Linked DNA regions of Mus musculus: region 1 is linked to region 2. Evidence: chromatin contacts called from public promoter capture Hi-C data. All regions are on one chromosome and are shown on one strand. The core of a region is the stretch at or near the end of the contact, and the rest is flanking DNA. Distances in the headings are between cores, read along the strand shown.

Region 1 (2,700 bases), core at 71-2,570, 610 kb before region 2:
TGTATCATCCTCCCTAGTGCTGGAATTACAGGGGGTGCCCCCATATCCGGATTATTCAGCCTCTTTTACTGGATCGTGGTGGAATGGGTCACAGCCTTTATCCACTGTCCCCTTTACTCAAACCTGTCCATTTACCAAGTGCAATAACATTACCTCAGCTAGGCCCAGGGGCCTAGCCCCCACCCCACCCCCATCCCCGCCCCTCCCTTGGGCCTCATCACAGCTAAGCTTAAAACTACTGCCTGGCTTCCCTCCTGCTCTTCCCAGCCCATCCATCCTTCCAGGCTCTCATCAGCCTCGCTTCTCCCTCAGAACGTGCTCTGACCCTTTCCTTGACTATGGTCATCATCACTCTAGCAACTTAGCATCCTTTCACAGGCAGCTGCCCACCGTGCACTAGGCAAGGTTCCCCCATTTCCCCCATTTCCCCCATTTCTTCTGTCTACCTTCCCAAGACTACTACTCCAGTGTTACATAGAAGGGGCCAGGAAAGATCTCTACTTAGCGAACACCGGGGAATGACCTTTTCCAAACATGGGCTGAGGAGGGAGGGTCTCAGGCGAGGGGGAGGGGGGCTGCTGGGGACGGGGGTGAGGGGAAAGATCTGGGAGGCCCTCACTTGGCCTTGAGCCTCTGCAGGTCGTCTATCAGGTTGTCACGCTCCACGTCGACCCGGGCGCGCTGGTTGGTGAGCACCTCCACCTGGCGCCGCAGCTCGCGCATCTCCTCCTCGTAGAGCTCGGCGACCCGAGTCGGTTCGCGGCCCTTGAGCCGGTTGACCTCGGCGGCGAGCGCGGCGTTCTGCTGCTCCAAGAAGCGCACCTTCTCGATGTAGTTGGCGAAGCGGTCATTGAGCTCTTGCAGCTCCACCTTCTCGTTGGTGCGCGTGGCCAGGAACTCCTGGTTCACAGCGTCGGCCAGGGAGAAGTCCAGCAGCTCGCCCGCGCCATAGGATGGCGCTCGGGTGGTCCCCAGCCGGCTAGACCGCAGCGACCCCAAGCCTCCAGCCCCGCCCGACGTGCGCGACACCTGGTACACGCGGGATGTCATTGAACTCGAGGAGCCCTTGGTACCGAAGCCTGCTCGAGGGAACACGGGAGAGCTCAGCGGGGAGCCCAGAGAGAAGCCCGGGGCGCCGCCGAAGGTGCGGCGGTAGGAGGACACGCGCTGGCTGGACGAGTAGGCCTGGCTCATGGTGGCGGCGTGGACGAGGCTGGCTGGGCGGACGCACAGAGGAGGCAGCGGGCGGGCAGCCGGCTGGAGTGGATGTGAAGATGGGTGACGGAGCCCCTTAGCTGTCTGCACTATTTGTAGCCCTCCTGACATCACCCCCCGGCGCCCCTCCCCTGACAGCTGCAGGATCCCTCTGTCCTGCCAGGAAAAGGGCGGCCACAGGCGAGGGGGCGGGGAGGCCAGCTCCCCCGCAAGAGGCCTGCGCCCCTGGACAGCCCCAAGAGGACAGAAGACAGGCAGGCCTGCTGGGTTTCACAGGGCAAGGAGCTGACAGGAGACCCCCGGCCGGCCCCTTTTTTTCCATTTGGATGCCTGCCTTATCCTGGGGAAAGCGGGCTAGAGAATTTCGTTTGTTTGAGGCCCCCTATTTTCTCCGAGGAGAGGTTTTAGGTTATTGGAATGAACAAGAAGGACCCCCGAAGTGTTTTATTCGCACAAGTTGCCTAGAAAATGCTGAGGTTTCCAACGACTGTGGGCAAAGCCCGGACAGGTCTCTACCATCCTTTCAAAAGAGTCTCTAGGTAGGCCTGTAGGGTAGGTACCGGTTAGTCAGAGAGTGACCCTGGCCGGGGCACATGCATATCACTGATACCTGGGTTTTAACTCTGAGCCTCAGTTTCCCTTGGGAGGAATGTTGGCCTTCTGCTTCCCTCAAGTTTATAGCCAGCAAGATAGTTTCCAGAATCTTCTGACGACTGTTTCCAACTGCGTGTAGTCGCACCCCCGCATCGCCTTTGCCTGACTCCTGCGCCCCTGTCTCCCTCGCCCCCTCTCTGATTCATCCCCCTACTCACACCGCCCACACCCACTCACACCACGGGTTTGTGTTTTGTCAGGAGATGCATGTCAAGCCAGCCGTCTCCCTAGCAGCAACAGCTGCCAAGGCGAAATACCAGAGCTGGTATTTATAGAGGAGAAGGAAAGGCCCAGCTAGGAAGCAAGGTACAGGAGAGGCGTTCTGGGGACTGGGAGCCAGGCACCTGAGGAGACAGAGGTGTCAAGGAAGGCTGACAGCGACAAGCTTCAGTCACTCCAGGACCCCAACAGAGATGAAGGCCTGGGGTGTGTTCGCCTCTCTCTTCCCTGAAGCACAAGGCGCACACCGACCCCTAAGGGCATCTACATTTCTCTGTGCACCTTGCTGCAGCTCTTCACTGAGCCCTGACCCTCCTAGAACACAAACCCTGGAGATAGAGTACTAGATTAGGGGTCCATAGCTCAACCTTGGAAATGGAGCCCTGGATTAGGAGCCGTAGTCCTACCCAGGGCTGGTCAGAGAGAAAGCGGTGCCAAAAGGCATGTCCTTGTCCTCCCTACCTCTCAGGGTCCTTAGTCATAGAGTGGGGGCCAAACAGCTTCGCATGACTGTGCAATGAGCCTTTGAACAGGCCAGGGAGACAATAAAGCATACACCAACAATAACAATAATGCCTTATATGTACTGATCCCTGCTGGGAACACCACGCC
Region 2 (2,700 bases), core at 19-2,518:
TCTTTCTTGAGACAGAGCCTCTCACTAAACCTAGTGAAACTAGGCTGGAGACCAGCAAGTCCCAGTGATCTTCCTGCTTCCACTTCCACATCCAGCTTTATATGTGGGGACTTGAACTTGGGTCCTCATGCTTACCCAGACAATGTTCTCCCCCACTGAGCCACCTCTCAAGCTCCTGGGCATCCTTACATTGGGTCTTTGTTACAGCAACCAAACGTCTATCCTAACTAATTTTTATTTGGAAATGATGCTACTTAAAACCTAATAGGAATACTAGTTTAGAGACTGACCAGCCTCTAGCAAGGAAAATACTGCACAGTGACAAGCTGTGGACCATTGTCACAAGTTCAGCAAAGACTGCCATGCCTAGACAATAGAGCACAGGCTGATGGACGCTGAGGTGGGCCCATTTGCTGTGTCTCAGAAGTTCCACTATCTGGCGACAGATCTGGTCCCAGGGACACTCATGAAAAGCAAAAGCCCCCCCCCCCCACACAGTTCTTCTCCACCCTCCTCGGAGGCCATTGCAGGTGCTTTGAAGCAGAAAAGAAAATATGTTCACTAAATCCAGCAGGAAACCCAATAGTCCATTCCTGAGTGTCCACTCAGAGGGTCGCGATGGAAGAGACTGGAATGACAAGAGGGAGGGAGGGACAGGGAGAGGAAAGCCAGAGCAGCTGGCTCAGCATTCCCCATTTGGACTCTGACTCAGGCCCTAGGAATGCCAAGGAAGGGGGTGAGGCGCATAGAAGCCAGGCTGGGTTCCCCTCTGGCACAGAGAGATGCAGAGTCAGTACTCATGGTGGGTTAGGGACTGGACTCCCGCACATCCATTCATCCCGCAGGCACAGGTCGGTTCAGGTACTGCTCCCTCTGCACGCAGGTGTGAAGCCCACTCCCTCTGCCCCATCTCTCACCTTTGGGATGACCAGCAGAGTGCCCACCGGTCTGATTCTCCTTCTCCATCTTTCATCTTTCACCTAAGAAGGGAATAGGGTGGCAGGACCCAAAATGGGATGTCTTGACATACTCTGCTCCTCTCTCGGGATCACTCACAACCCCCTTACCCTTCTCTATCCTCGAGTGTATCCTTTCTAACTCATCCCACCTAGGCTAGGGAAGTTTGCATGGAGGAGAAAGTGAAGGAAGCCAACTTTTCTCCTTAAAACTTTCAGTTCGAAGATGAGAGTTCCGCCTCCGCAGCGCCCCCAAGCTGCAGTGCGGGAACAGCTGCGGGTTAAGCGCTCCCTCCCAAGACCTGACAATCAGAGAGAACCCGATCTCTCAAGGGCCTGCCGCCAGGGACCAGCCCAGAATAGTGCCACCCTGCCGCCGCCTGTCGCGCACTTGCTAACGGACTAGAGCTGGCCGCATGGAGCCCGAGCTGGAGCACACATTGCCTGGGGTACCGGGGTCCCAGGGGGCCGGCGCTGGGACAGAGAAGGACAGCAAGCGCGTGGCTGTGTGTGGGCGCCCGTGTGTAGCCCGCGTGCTTGCTGTGCACTGTACTCTGAGTGTGTGAACTGGTCGGTGCTGTGTATGTATGTATTTTGCGTGTACGTGCCTGTGTGAGGTTCCAGGTGTACCAGGGGTGTGCAAGTTGTGCCTATCTGTATACATGTGGTGTTTGGGGTGGGTGTGCTTTTTAAAGGGGACAACCCAGAGACTTGAGAACGGATAGCATTTTCACTTCAGACATTCTCTCCCAAAGACCCTGACCTGGAGCCACAGTGGGGGTCCAGAGAGTCAAGGTGGGTGGAGTATCGCTCCCTGTGGGTCTAGCCTTTTCTCTTTAGCTCCCTTGTCCTCCGTCTTTTTGAACCCCAGTCCTTAACCCCTAGCTTGGCTTTTTTCAGGAGAAATTCTTTCTCCTCTCAGCTTTCTCCCTCTTCTTTTTCCCAATGTGTCCCCCACCTCCCCTTTCCTCTTTGCTGAAGATCTGAACCCCACCTTACCACTTTCCAGCTGTGAAATTTGTGGTAAATTGCTTAACCTCTCAGAGTTTCCGGTCCCTCGAGGCTAAATAGGAATGCTATTCCCATTTACAATACGTATCTTGGAAAATTCCAATGAATAGAAAACAAGAAATATTTGGGGAGGGGGGCTTTGAAAGCTTCCAAGAGGCTCAGTAATGACATGGGACTTGGTTTTGTTGTATCATTTCCTACTAGTCAAAGAGATTCCTTTCCTCCTTCCAGAGATGGACTTCTTAGAACAAGGAGAAAACTCATGGCCCTCACCAGCTGTGGCCACCAGCTCAGAAAGAACCTGTGCCATACGGGGAGTCAAGGCTTCCAGATGGACGAGACAGGAGGCCGTAGAGGAAGCAGAACCACCAGGTTTGGGAGAAGGTGAGGCCAAGGTCAGTTATGGTGACAGGGTCAGCAGGAATTCCAGAGCAGAGCTTGACCTCGGGCCTCTCCATCACACGGACTTAAACACAGTCTCACCTTGTGGCCTCTGCCTCCCTAAACGAGAGGCAATAACTATGTGATGACCCAGGGTCCCAGTGCAGCCACCTTGGGATGGAACAGAGTTGCTGTCAGCTAGGACTCTGAGACTCTTTACCATCCCGGTGCCCCCTGTGCTGCCAAACCCTGAAAGCCCAGATAGCATGCTTTGGAAGATGAAGTTACTGTCGTCCCTGCCTTCTTCCCCCAACAGGTGCCCAGTCCAGACCAGCTGCTGAGTCCACCAGGC

What was found. Promoter capture Hi-C pulls out the DNA fragments that hold promoters and counts their contacts.
Region 1: a contact with region 2 is called in a promoter capture Hi-C map of neutrophils, with 2.8 times the contacts expected there. The contact joins the promoter of Des here to the promoter of Prkag3 in region 2. A contact is called at or near these places in 3 of 39 promoter capture datasets (hematopoietic stem and progenitor cells, liver and neutrophils) and 1 of 484 Hi-C or Micro-C datasets (myocytes).

Annotation. Positions count from the first base shown.
Region 1 is chr1:75,358,912-75,361,611 of GRCm38.p6, reverse strand. It overlaps Des (desmin), which reads right to left and starts at 1,320. Exons shown (of 9, transcript NM_010043.2): 1 at 620-1,320. The coding sequence starts at 1,194. RefSeq lists a promoter at 1,278-1,358, silencers at 1,359-1,646, 1,813-1,858, cis regulatory regions at 1,647-1,813, 1,088-2,256, 1,209-2,700, 672-2,700 and an enhancer at 1,858-2,257.
Region 2 is chr1:74,747,523-74,750,222 of GRCm38.p6, reverse strand. Prkag3 (protein kinase, AMP-activated, gamma 3 non-catalytic subunit) reads left to right here and starts at 1,268. Exons shown (of 14, transcript NM_153744.3): 1 at 1,268-1,405; 2 at 1,712-1,751; 3 at 2,199-2,351; 4 at 2,665-2,700. The coding sequence starts at 1,373.